Linked DNA regions of Mus musculus: regions 1, 3 and 4 are each linked to region 2. The links are chromatin contacts, called in public promoter capture Hi-C maps. All regions are on one chromosome and are shown on one strand. The core of a region is the stretch at or near the end of the contact, and the rest is flanking DNA. Distances in the headings are between cores, read along the strand shown.

Evidence for each region. Promoter capture Hi-C pulls out the DNA fragments that hold promoters and counts their contacts.
Region 1: a promoter capture Hi-C map of pre-B cells shows a contact between it and region 2. The contact joins the promoter of Dnajc11 here to the promoter of Ubiad1 in region 2. A contact is called at or near these places in 1 of 39 promoter capture datasets (pre-B cells), 1 of 484 Hi-C or Micro-C datasets (B cells) and 1 of 9 other capture datasets (liver).
Region 3: a contact with region 2 is called in a promoter capture Hi-C map of pre-B cells. The contact joins the promoter of Camta1 here to the promoter of Ubiad1 in region 2. A contact is called at or near these places in 1 of 39 promoter capture datasets (pre-B cells) and 2 of 484 Hi-C or Micro-C datasets (CD8 T cells and pre-B cells).
Region 4: a contact with region 2 is called in a promoter capture Hi-C map of pre-B cells, with 6 times the contacts expected there. The contact joins the promoter of Dhrs3 here to the promoter of Ubiad1 in region 2. A contact is called at or near these places in 2 of 39 promoter capture datasets (liver and pre-B cells).

What each region holds. Positions count from the first base shown.
Region 1 is chr4:151,931,880-151,935,127 of GRCm38.p6, forward strand. Dnajc11 (DnaJ heat shock protein family (Hsp40) member C11) reads left to right here and starts at 1,841. Exons shown (of 16, transcript NM_172704.3): 1 at 1,841-1,945. The coding sequence starts at 1,874.
Region 2 is chr4:148,443,199-148,446,202 of GRCm38.p6, forward strand. Ubiad1 (UbiA prenyltransferase domain containing 1) reads right to left here and starts at 1,562. Exons shown (of 2, transcript NM_027873.3): 1 at 730-1,562. The coding sequence starts at 1,252. It also overlaps the pseudogene Gm23303.
Region 3 is chr4:151,860,476-151,863,532 of GRCm38.p6, forward strand. It overlaps Camta1 (calmodulin binding transcription activator 1), which reads right to left and starts at 1,293. Exons shown (of 24, transcript NM_001081557.3): 1 at 1,150-1,293. The coding sequence starts at 1,194. The region is part of intron 2 of Gm42357 (a long non-coding RNA gene); the gene reads left to right. 9230110K08Rik (a long non-coding RNA gene) reads left to right here and starts at 1,269. Exons shown (of 2, transcript XR_390981.3): 1 at 1,269-2,382; 2 at 2,689-2,836.
Region 4 is chr4:144,891,692-144,894,941 of GRCm38.p6, forward strand. It overlaps Dhrs3 (dehydrogenase/reductase (SDR family) member 3), which reads left to right and starts at 1,386. Exons shown (of 6, transcript NM_011303.7): 1 at 1,386-2,018. The coding sequence starts at 1,824. It also overlaps a transcript of Vps13d not described here.

The DNA of each region.
Region 1 (3,248 bases), core at 591-3,090, 3.5 Mb after region 2:
AGCAGGTAGTTTAGCCCTAACCACAGCTCTGCGAAGGAAGGGAGAGAAGAAAAGTCTATAAACCTGCAGGAGGAGAGCTGACGGGGCATGGCTGTGGATGCCGTCGTGTAGGGAGGCCTACCATGCTTTAACAAAATAATAAAAAGCTGCTAATTTACAACCTGGGTCAACAGCCTACTGCAGGCTGACTCCACACACCTAGATGTCTCCCGCCAAAAGATCCTAAGAGGAGTGAGCACCTTGGAAGGGACGTGACACAGGCCCAGATGGCGCACATCTGGCCAAGAATTAGGATGAGAAAGAAATCAACCTCTCCTATCTGCAGACAGGTGTCGGGGTCTCCCAGGATACCAGCTTATGACGGGCAAGCGGATGGCTGTGTGGAGGAACAACAAGGACCCCTGAGAAAAGACTCAGGTCATGTGAACCAACAGGTGGAGGGGCCTACGCTGCTGCCCACCACTTGATAACATAATTTCAAAGACACTTAAAATATTTAGATTATTGTAACCAAGACGTTTTTAATAAGGCACCAAACAGCAGGCACCAGGTTGAAATCAATTAGACTCCACTGCTAAATTATACAGGAGAAATTTCCAGCAGAATGGCTCTGAGGTAGGAACCACAGGTATATATGCACGCCAGACGCAATTAAGAACCAAATGGATATTGCCTCCTCATTTATGCGGCAGGGAAAAAAAAAAAAAAAAAAAAGGCCAGGTGCTCCTACATTCAGGGCAATGGTTAAGAAAAGACAAAACATGACAGAAACAGAAGATAAGGCAGCCTCTGTGGACCACAAAGGGTGTAGGTAACCACTTTGAAGGTTTCCTGAGCACACATAAGTCAGCAAGTGGGTCCACCAGCGGCTTCCCTTGTGGGTGGGCCCCGGGAGAGATGCGTGCCTGGGCTCAGGGTGGCTTTACAACAGACTCCAAAACAGGGGAAGGAGCTCAGCCATCCCGGGTTCGCCGCCACCCAGAACCTGGGCCATAAGGGTCTTATGAGTGTGGTGCGGCCCTGTTGAATACTAACCCTGCCCATACAGATACACACACACCACATAACCCCATCACTTTCACAGCCGTAAACACACACACAATATGTCCACTCACACCCACACCCCCACTCACACACATACACTGACCCACACTTGAACACACATTTATAAACACACATCCACAACCCCACACATACACCACAACCCCACTCACACCCCCACCACACTCTCACAAACCCCATACGTGCTCATACACACACACACACACACACACATATCCCACACTCTCACACATCCCACACTCTCATACACACACACCACACCCCCACTTAAACACACGGGACACCCCCACTCATACACCCCACCCCACTCATACCCTCATCACACTCTCACAAACCCCACACACGCTTACACACACACACACACACACACACACACTTACACACAACACTCTCACGTACACCTTACACCCTCATACACACATCCCATGCATCCACTCATACACAAACACCACACACTCGTACACACACACATGCTTGTGTACACACCCACACATGCTGGTACACACATACACAGGTTTCACACACACACACACACACACACACACACAGACTGCACACACACACACACACACACACACACACACACACACACACACACACACACGAGAGGCTGGTATACATATACACCTCCCAGCTTCCGGCCTCGGCCGCGCGGGGGCGCAGTGCGCAGGCGCGTCCCAAGGGCTGCTGTGCGGCTCCGGGCCGCCAGGGGCCGCTGTGACGTGGGCGGGAGGCGCGCGGGAAGCGCTACGCAGCGCCGGACCCTCTTAACCACGGCCTCGCCGGTTTGGCGGGGTGAAAGGTTGCGAAGATGGCGACGGCCTTGAGCGAGGAGGAGCTGGACAATGAAGACTATTACTCACTGCTGAACGTGCGCAGGGAGGTGAGGCCCGCGGCGTGGCGTCGGCGAGGCTGAGGCCCGGCTCGGTGGTTCTGGACGGTCGGACGGGCGGCTCTGGCCCCGCAGCCGCCCCGGCAAGGCCACGGCCCGGCCCGGAGGCCGCGTGACCCCGCCGCCGTGTGCGCCTGCCAGCCGTCGAGCTGCCCGCACCGCCGCGACCCTCGCGCCCCGGCGCGGGTCCAGCGTCTGCCTGGCGCTCCGCGACCCGTGCATGGCGTGCACCGTGCCCAGGCCTGGCCCGGACCCGGACCCACGTACTTGCCGGAAGGGGGACGAGGACCCCGGGGCAGCCGCTGCAGTGGGGAACCAGGTCCCACGCTTCCCCTACATACTCCTACCCTAGGCTAGAGGGTAGGGTCATCAGCCTGAGCCAGGAGCTGGGCGATCGCAGCCCTGGACAGCAAGGTCAAGGCCACAGGGAGCCTCTCCAGGGTTCGGTCGGACCCTCAATCGCTGGTGCTTCCGAAGCAGAGGCTACCCTCCCAGGCTGGCGTTCGTGTCCTCCTCCGATCCCTTGAGCCTTTGCCCAGAAATCAGAGAGCAAGACCTCTCCAGCCTCGACTCGGGGGCCGTGGATGAGCAAGAAGTGCTAGGCCAGAGACGCACCGGCGCTCTGACCGCACTTCAGCATCCAGTGCTTGCCAGTGGATTCACGCGGTCTCCTCGAGAATAAAAAGTCACCCTTGAGGTCCGCACTGTCTGGCACGTGTATACCTCGCATACGTTCTTGTTCTCTATGGCTAGTCCGCACTTGAGCTCCGTCAGAGAAGGGTTCCCGGAAAGGCTTCCAAGGTCAGGTCACGAAAGGCATTCGAGAGGTCTGTGGCTGCTGGGTCCAAGTTGTCAGTCCTTCCACACAAGTCCCAATCCTGTCTTTTAGGGTTTCTGGTAAAGATCAAAAGTAAGGGAATTGTGCTAGCCTCAGCAAAGCTAACCCAGTTGCCAGTAAAAGTTGGTCTGTGTGCTAATAACCAATATCTTTCTGAGTGTTTTCTGCACAGCCACCTGCTGAAAGAACTGACTCAGTGTCTCTTTAAATTGTGATAGGCGCTCTCATAACAATCCAGTATGAATGAGTATATATGTATGTATACATATATATGTGTGTGTGTGTACATACATATGTGTGTATATATGTATGTATACATATATACATGTGTATATATATATTCAATCCAGTAATTATAATCGAGGGAACAAACAGGTGCAATTCGTCCCTGGGCAGTCTAACTCCAGAAACCCAGCTCTTGAACTCTACTGCCTCAGTTTACCATTCCACATACAG
Region 2 (3,004 bases), core at 312-2,811:
GCTTAAAATTTTATTGATATGTGTGTGCACATGTGTGCTGATGCCAACTGGGGCTCCAAGGGGGTGTTGGATCTCATGAAGCTGAAGTTAAATATGTTTGTCAGGCACCCAACATGGGTGCTGGGAACAGAACATGGGTCCTCTATAAAAGCAGTTTTATATATAGTGCAGTTGAGTTTCCCACCTTTGGGGAAATCACAGGGGTCAGCATATTGGAGTACAATAGAGAAGTCTTGGCCAGGAAAACCACCTTTGAGATCATGGCATCTCCCTTGCCAGGTAAGTATGAACATTTATTTATTTCTGTATTTTATGTACATGAATGCTCTGTTTGCACTGTAAGCCTGCATGCCAGAAGAGGGAATCAGATCCCATTACAGATGGCTGTGAGCCACCATGTGGTTGCTGGGAATTGAACTCAGGACCTGTGGAAGAGCAGCCTGTGCTCTTAACCACTAAGCCAACTGTAGGGGGGTCTCCAGCCCACAGTAAGAGATCTTAAAGGCTAAGCCATGTCTCCATCGGGGGAGCAGTGTTCATAATCCACTGCCAAACCAGTATTTTCACAACTTAAGGTTTCAAAGTATCCACGATACACACATTTTGGATTTCCAGTCAAGTGGCCTACTTTAGTAAGGCGTCTTTGACACGTCTACCATTCCTATGGAAGGTAGCAGTTTCCAGTTTAGGCAACTGGGACCTTAGAGCAGGAAACAGGCCAATTCTTACCTCCTGTGTAGAGAAAGGAGCCAGACAGGCCTCCGAAGTAGATGAGAGCCAAGTGTTCCAATTTCAGAGCGGACAGGTAGTAGAGGCAAGCAGCACAGACGCAGCCCAAGGTGTAGAGGAAGACTCCAAATCGAACAACATCCTGGGGCTCCAGAATTCTGTCCACCAAAGTTCTGTCATCACTCTTTTTGTGGTCAATGCCCTTGGAAAAGTCATAGTATGTGTTGACCAAATTGCCGGCCCCGTGTACAGCCAGGACAGCCACTGCACAACCCAACAACAGCCTGGGATCCAGGACACCCTGAGACCTGTAGGCCAAGGCACTGCCCAGGGCCACAGGGGTGAGTGAGGCACTGAAGCTCCAGGGCCTCAGGGCCAACACGTAGGAGGCGCACTTGTGCCTCCAGGATCGTTCGGGAAGCCTGTCCTGCTCGGGCCATTCGTTCTTCTGCGGGTCCCCGACCTTGGCTGTCTCTCCTGCCAGGATATTAATCTTCTCCCCCGGGGCCTGTACCGCAGCCATGGAAGCTACACGTGGCTAAAGTCAATTCTAAAAGTGAGCCACTCAAGGGGACCGCCCCAGGACGGAGACAGGCGGGACAGCCTGGCCTGACCTTTCTCTGGTTCCGCCCCCGGTCAGGGTTTGGGAGGCGGGGAAAACTGAAGACAGCAACCAGGCCATGCACCGCCACGGGGCCAGCGGCGCTGCCCGCCCACCTGTCACCTGAGCGAAGCCTGTCTGGGGTCGCTTCCCCCGTGCCACAACTCAATAACCCGCCTCAGCCCGCAACCCCTATCGGGCGGACGGCGCCGCCATCTTGTGCGTCGGCCTCAGGAGGCCGGCCCGGAAACTCGGACCTGGGGCGGGCAGGGCCCGGTGAAGGCCGGCGAGGGGCGTGGTCGGAGAGGGGTGTGGTCAAAGGCCAGAGCCCAGGTTCAACAAATTAGCTAAAAGCAAGTCACTGGAAAGAAGCAGCTGTTTAGCCCTCCTGGGATTTCAGGGCGTGTCGCTTTGCGTTATACTGGGCAGGTTCACTTACTGAAATAAGAAATAAGACTCATTTGTGGTTACCCCAATACATCCTACGTTGAAAGTATTGTGCGCATTGCTGGGCTGGTGGTGCATCCTTATGGCCCTAGAACTTGGGAGACGACGACAGGAAGAGAATTCAAGGACATCCCTTATTATATAGTGAGTTTGAAGCCAACTCAAGCTTCGTGAGATTATCTTTTTGTTTGGTTTTCGGTTTTCAAGACAAAGTTTCTCAGTGTATGTAGCCCTGGCTGTCCTGGAACTCACGCTGTAGACCAGGCTGGCCACGAACTCAGATTTACCTGCCTCTGCCTCCCAGGAGCTGAGTAAGATTAAAGGTGTGTGCCACCACCACCCTGCAAAAAGGAGATGGAGAAGAGGGAAGGGAAGGAGAAAGGAAAGGAAATGGAAGGGAAGAGAGGAGAGACCGAAAGAAGAAAAGAGAAGTGTTCATAAGCCAAGAGCTTGGAAAAGAAAATGCGGTACTATGTGATGGAACATGTATGTATAGCTGGAAGAAAAAGAAGTAGGAAGCTTTCTGTGTACTAAGATGTAAAGACCTACATGGTTTTTTGCTTTGTTTCTGGAGACAGGGCCAGGACTGATGGCTCAGCGGTTAAGAGCATTAGCTGCCCTTCCAAAGAACAGGGTTTGATTCCTAGCACCCCCAAGAGCTCACAACTGCTTGTATCTCCAGTTCCAGGGGATCTGACCCCCTATTCTGGCCTTTAAAGGCACCAGGCATGCATACATGCAAGAAGATCACACTAGATATACATATATACAGGCAAAACACCTATTCATAAAAAATCCAATAATAAAATGGCAGGGGCCTATATAGCTCAGGCTGGCTAGAAATTGGCAATGTAGCCCATAATGACCTTGAAATTTTGATCCAACCTTGAATCTCCTCCAACTCCCTGAGTGCTGGAATTACAAGCATTCACCCACACTTGGTTTTATGGGGTGCTGGGGATTCCACATGCTAGGCAGATAATCTACTATCTGAGCTACATCCCAACCCTACACCCTGCAGGCTTTTGTGAACATCCTAACGTGGGAACTGCCCCTGAGTCCTGTGAAAGAACAGCTGGTACTCAACGAGAGTTGAAATGTTGGAGGGAGGGGATGCTGCGATGGGGATGTAAAGTGAATTTTAAAAAATAAATGATCAGGAAAAATTAAAAACCACAAAAAACCCACACAGATGTTAGGCCAGGCAAGGTGGCACATGCCTTTTAG
Region 3 (3,057 bases), core at 43-2,542, 3.4 Mb after region 2:
ACTGAGGTCCCTTACACTCAAGTGGTAGGCACATCGGAAGTCCTGCCTGCCCTACATCTTACTGGGGCGCCCACCCTGGCCCAGACAGGGAACTCCAAGGAGAGAGGCAGACAGCTAGGGAGAGGAGCATTGGAGCGTCCGGTTTTCCCAACAAGAAAGAGGGCAACTCGAAGGGTGTTCAGGAAATGAGCTCACCCTAACCCAGGAAAGTGTACGGAAAGAGTACAGATCTGGAAGAAGTGTCTGCCTGCCTATTTAGAAATGACTTCAGAGCTGCACAGGGCCCCACAAGCCACTGGGTGAGCTAAGAAGGAAGAACATGGGTAGCCCCGAGTCCCCTTGTCCTGGCCAAAAAAAAAAAAAAAGATTAACCCAGCGTGCAGAGGCTCCGCGGCCCCACGAGAGTCCCCTCAAAAAGGGGACAGGCTGACACGGAACCCTCAGTGCTCGGAGAGGATCGGGGTCACGGAAGGTAAAGGGCATGGCAGTGTGGAGACCCCACCCTCCCGGTAGTGAGGGTGCAAGGGCAAGTGTGGAAGAGCATGCTGTGAGGGGCGGGGAGGCCGCGCGAGGACCCCGGCCCTGCTGGGGGAGGGGTCGCCCGGGGCCTCGGCCGAGGGGCGCTCGGCACGAGGGGGGCCCCCTGGCGGGGACCCGCGCGGGGACACCCCCCACGCCGGCGCTAGGAGGCGCCGCGCGGCCCGAGGGGGGCTGTGGAGGGGAACGTCCGGCCCTGACGCCGCTACGGCCGCCGGCACCGGTGCCCGCGAGCCCCCGCGGCCCGGGAAACTTTCCGCCCCGCGGCCCCCTGACACCCCGACCGACACGGCGGGGATGCCCCGGGCCGGGTGCGGGAGGCGTCGCGGCTTCTCCTCCTCCTCGCTGGGCCCGGCCCCCGCCCCGCGCGCCCCCCGCCCCGGCCTGCCGCCCCCGGGGCTGGGTGCGGGGCGCCCCGCTCGGCCGGCCCGCGAGTCACCTCAGGACTCGGCCGCGCTCCGCCCCCCCCACCCCGCCGGCGCCCTCCCCGCGCCCGCCGCGCCCCCGCGCTCGCGCCCCGCGCCGCCGATGCCCGGGATGTCCGGCGCGGCCCCGGGCTCGCCGTGTCGCCGCCACCCTGACAGCCCCGGGCCCTCACGCTCCGGCTCTCACCTTCCGGCTTGTTTTCGGCAGCCATTTCCCCTCCGCGCGCCACATCCTCCTCCTCCTCGCGACCGGGACCCCGAGCGCGCGCCTCGTACCGCCGCCGCCGCCGGCCCAGCCACCCCGCCGCCGCCGCGCACCCGCCCTGGCCCCGCCCCGCGGCCCACGCACAGCGCCCACTGGTTGGTGCGTCTGCCAGTCACGGCTCCCGCGACCAATCGGACCGCACCAGGGGTCTCACTACTCTCCGGGAGGAGCGTCCTATCCACCCTGTCCATTGGCTGATCACCACCGCACCGACTAAAGTGATTGGCCTGGAATCAACGCCCCCTCCCCACCCACTCCCGGGAAAACCCGCCCTCCAGACCTAAACAAAGCTTCCTAGTGGACAGAGGTCGAAAGGATGGCCCAATCAGGATGAGGCTGACACGGAATATTTCCTCGAGGCCGAGACGTGGTGTTTTGATTGGACGTCACTACAGTGTTTCCCAAGCCGTCCAGACCAATCAAAGGGGGTTCCCGGAACTCGGGAACGGCTGTGGGAAGCCCCGCCCCCCAGCGTGACCGTCATGAGGAAGGCGCTCGCTCATTGGTGTGCTGGGGCTTTTCCCGCGTGCTCCGGGAGCTGAAGGACGTTCCCGGGGAAGCCGCTGCTGGCGCGTGGGGGTCCCGGTGTCTTCGGAGGACACGCTGGGATCTCCGGGATCCCGCAGCCTGCGGCGCTGGCGGGGGGCGGCCCTGCCGGAGGGATACGTAAGGCACCGAGGCGTGCCGGTTCACAGCGTTCCCGAACCGTTTAGCCGAGAGTCGGGGCGTCGCTGCCCGACACGGGGGAGGGGCGCACCTCCCGGCAGACCACGCCCCTCGGCCAAATCCCGCCCCTTCCTGGCCTCAGCCCCGCCCCCTCGGCCGGCGCAGCGTCCCCGCGGCCACCCTACGCTCCCGCCTGCCTTGCGCTCCTCTGTCCCCTTTTCTAGCGGCTTAAAATACTGAAACTTTATTTTGGTCACGTTGCCCATGTGACCGGCGGAGCCGATGAGTCATAGGTGCCTGTCCCAGGCTGCAGCCGCGGATCTAGGGCTCGGAACGCTCGACCTCGGCTAGCCTAGCCAATCCCTCCCGGGCTCCCGGCGCTTCGGTCGGGTTCCAGCCGCAGCTCCGCGCAGCTCTCCTGCCTGTAGGTCCACACCGGAGAGATTCGCACGCCCTGCAGACACAAGCCCGGGCCAGAAGAGCTGCAAAGTACTGCGCCTTCTCGAGAGAAATCAGGGGCTCTGAACGTGGCCAGAAAATAGAGGAAAGGATGGAAGGAGAGAGGGAGGGGAAGGGCAGAGTGCAGGAATTCCGCACATAGAAAAATAAAAGGGAAGGAGAAGAGGGAGGGCAAACACCATGCAGGGATTCTGCAGGTGCACTGAAGGGAAGCGGGAGGGAAGGAAGGAGAATGCACTTTAATGAAAAGCAGCTGAGCTCCAGATCCTCTCTGTAAACTTGCACTGTTTGATTCCTCAACATTTTTTTCTCTCTCTCTCCGTTTGCTACTAGCAGAAACACTGAAAAGTCGATCGAGTGTTTTGGCGTTAGGATTGATCGTCAAAGCCAGTCTGTGCCAATCCTAACAACGTGTGGTCTTCTTATGATGGTCACCGTTGAGAATTGCTTAGGTTGTTCCAAAAATAAAGATGTCCCAAAAGAATGTTTTGTATTGTATACTCATTCTTCAACAAACTTTAATTTTATGAGCCTCAAAAAAAAAGGCGAAATTTTTAACAACCAGGGTACAGTATTTTATCGATTAGCATTCTTAATAGCACTAGTGTAGACGATTTGGGAGCGGAAACCTGCCTCTGGAAACGCTGGTGGCGTTGTAAGTTAGAATAACTCTTTCAAAAAGCAATTTCACAGTATGTATTAAAA
Region 4 (3,250 bases), core at 136-2,635, 3.6 Mb before region 2:
CAAGGGGTGGGCAAGAGGTTACAAGGTGGGTGCCCAAAAGGTCAGCGGGGTAAGGGCACCCAGAGAGGGGACACTGGATGAACTGAACAGTGGCATAGCTTTGAAGACGTGTTGTTTACAGGCTTCTGTTATTAAGGAAATTGCTGTCAGTCAAGGTAATTCTAGCCCAGATAAGCAATAAATAAGCTCCCAGCTAATCTTATGGGGATTTTATTGGCACCTGGGGTTAGAGGTCCTTTGCCCTGCTCCCCTTTCTCCCAAAGCAAAATCCTGCCTCCCAAGGGGTCCCTCTACCTCAACGTGAGAGACTTCACGTTAATACAACTTCGGATGTACACTCTTTGAAGGAAAATGGGAATCAGGCAATGATGAAACATAACCTCCTGGTCCTACCTGGAGGCAGAAGAATGACCAAGTGACCTGAAATGAACCCTTGGCGACCCAATAGCATCAAGGCATGCGCGAGTTTCCCCTCGGTTTGCCCGGCCGCTCAGGGGTGGTCACCTGGCCCAGGCTGGGAGCCAGGTCTGATACAGCAAGCTGGCTTGCCAGAGTTGGTTGCAGCGTGTTCGAGTTCCGGCTGCGAGCCCTCGGGGACTAGGGCAGCAAGTTCCAGCTTGCAGAAATGAGAAGCGAGTCCCAGGGGAGTGCGAGACGCAGCGAGACCGGGTGCGCGCCTAGGCGCGTGCCCCGCCACGGCGCAGGGGGAGGGGAAGTCGCCGCAGCCACTCAGAGGCACGATAGTGAAGCCTCCCAACAACTTTAACTGTCAATCAGACTTAATGGGGTATTAAAAAAAAAAAAAAAAAAAAAAAGGAGGGGGCGCCCTTTCGGTCCACGCCGCAGCTGCCCCGCGGACGAAGTAATAGGGCGGTGCAGACTAGGGCGTCCTATCCACGAGTGCTCCACAGTACGGGCCCGACCAAGTTGGAAAGAACAAAAAAGAAGGCAATAAATACTAAAGGGGAGGGGGGAAGAGAGGGAGCCACACCGAGCGGCAACTCCCAGCCCGGGCTGCAAGAGAGGGAGGAGGGAACCGGAGAGAGCGGGCGCGCGCGAGGGCGAGCTGTGCACGAGAAGAAACTGACACCCGGACCCCCCACTTCTCCTGCACGGTGCTGGCAATCAGATCGCGTTTAAGCAATTTCCTGAGCCCAAGAATAGCAATGAGTCGGGAGACTTTCGCGGACTGAAATTGGGAGCTGCAATCACTCCCCAGGTTTTGTGTGTGGTGTTTTTGTGTGTGGTTTTTTCCCCCCTTTCTTTTTCTGGAGAAAGTTGGAGGGGGGCGCTACAATTGGGAAACAGCTTTTTTGTTTGTTTGTTTTGTTAATCTTGCACTTTGAAACCGCGGACTGTAGCTGTGTGCGCGCTGTGGTTGGTGCTTTTTTTTTTTTTTTTTTTCGTCCCTGGCCTTGCCTAAACTCTTCTGTCGGTCTGTAAACATTACCTGTGAATTTCCCAGCCGAAACGGCTGTTGGGGCAAGAAACTTCTTGTTAAAACTTCCCACCCCTTGGACTCTCCACAGCCCCTCTCACCGTCCCAATCTTCTGAGACGCTTTTTACCTCTCCGCCAGAGCAGAGTTTATCTTTTTTTTCTTTTTCTTTTTTTTTTCTTTTTCCTCCCATTTTTCCTCGCCCTGTCCTTTACATCTGAAAGGAGATCAGTTCAAGAGTGACCAGGTGGGACGCCTCCTTTTCCTTATTTAGTTTATTATTGTTTGGGGGAGTTTTCTTTCTATCTTTTTTTAATTCCTGTCCGGGGAGTTTTGTCCACCGCCTCCTACCACCTCCCCCTGTACCCCGCTCCTCCGCGCGGAGGATGGTGTGGAAATGGCTGGGCGCGCTGGTAGTGTTCCCTCTGCAAATGATCTATTTGGTAACCAAAGCAGCCGTGGGAATGGTGTTGCCCCCCAAGCTTCGGGACTTGTCGCGGGAGTCAGTCCTCATCACCGGCGGTGGGAGAGGCATCGGACGCCACCTCGCTCGGGAGTTCGCAGAGCGTGGCGCCAGAAAGGTACACGGCGTGGGGGCGGGGTGGCACTGCGACACCTGGAGTGGGCGCTGAGGGTAAAGGGACTCTGGCACGCAGGGAGGGGGAGGCAGTCGTGGGGGGTGTTCCCACCTGCTGCGGGTGCGGAAACCAGCGCCAACGATCTGAAAGTCTCAAGCCACCCACTCCTTGCATCACCTGGGACTGCGAAGCAAGTCGGTTTCATCCTTCATAGATTTCCCGGGCACCGGACTGTGTTTTGGCAGGCCCTGAGTTGCTTGGCTCCCCTGGGATTGGTATCTCGCTGGCTATTTACCCCTACCAACTACCATACCTAGAATACCCACCCATTTTGCCGCATGACTCTTTCTCTAAGGTGTAGTGCCCTCTCTCTCTCTTTGCCCGCACCCTGCCAAGCGCAGGGTGTGCGCGCGCCCCTAGGTAGAGCTGGAAGCCAAACCCCCTGCTAGCTTGCGCTTGGTATTTTGCTTGGCAACTCGCTGCCTAGTCCCAAACAAGCTGAGAGGTTGCAGCTAGGCAGGGACGTGAGATAGGGTGCTCGGTTCAGATTTGTAAAGGAGAGAGTTGACGTGGATGGTCTAGTCCGGCTGAAAGACTGGGAGGCCCAGGTGTTTAAAATTCTGAAAGAGGGGTGAGGGGGTAGCCAGCCGCTGATAAAGAGAGCCCTTGTCCTCACCTTCAACCTTGATTCCCACCCCCGCCCTCTTCATCGGAGGGGATCCTTCTCAGCTGGATTGGAAGGTGGCACTGTGCCCCTCTGACCACTGCCTCTTATTATGTGGGTGACACCAGCTCCCCATGCTCCAGGTTTTGGAGACGTGGTGTTGCAGAGTACTGGAGGGAGAGCCAGCTGTCACCCAACTTGCAACTGCAGACCCGGCTGACTCACTCAGTGGCAAGAGCAATGGAGAGGGATTTGAGGCCGGCAGGCCGGTCTGTCTCCAGCCGGCCCGCGAAGACGAAGAACAAACTAGGGAATTAGTTTGAAATTTAAACTGTTGCTAAGGAGGGGGGGTGGGAGGACCAGGCTAGCCAGCTGATCTGACATGGAGCCGCATACCTTGGGGATTAGAGTAAATATGCTCTGTGGAAAGCCAAACCTTCATGTAATTCCAGGTTGCTTTTGTTTTGTTAAATACTGCCCTGAGATTTACAATTCCTTCGGTGGCTGAGACTGAACTTTGGAGTCTGAACTATCATCCAAAACTGATTGCCCATTAACTCTTCCCTGGCCA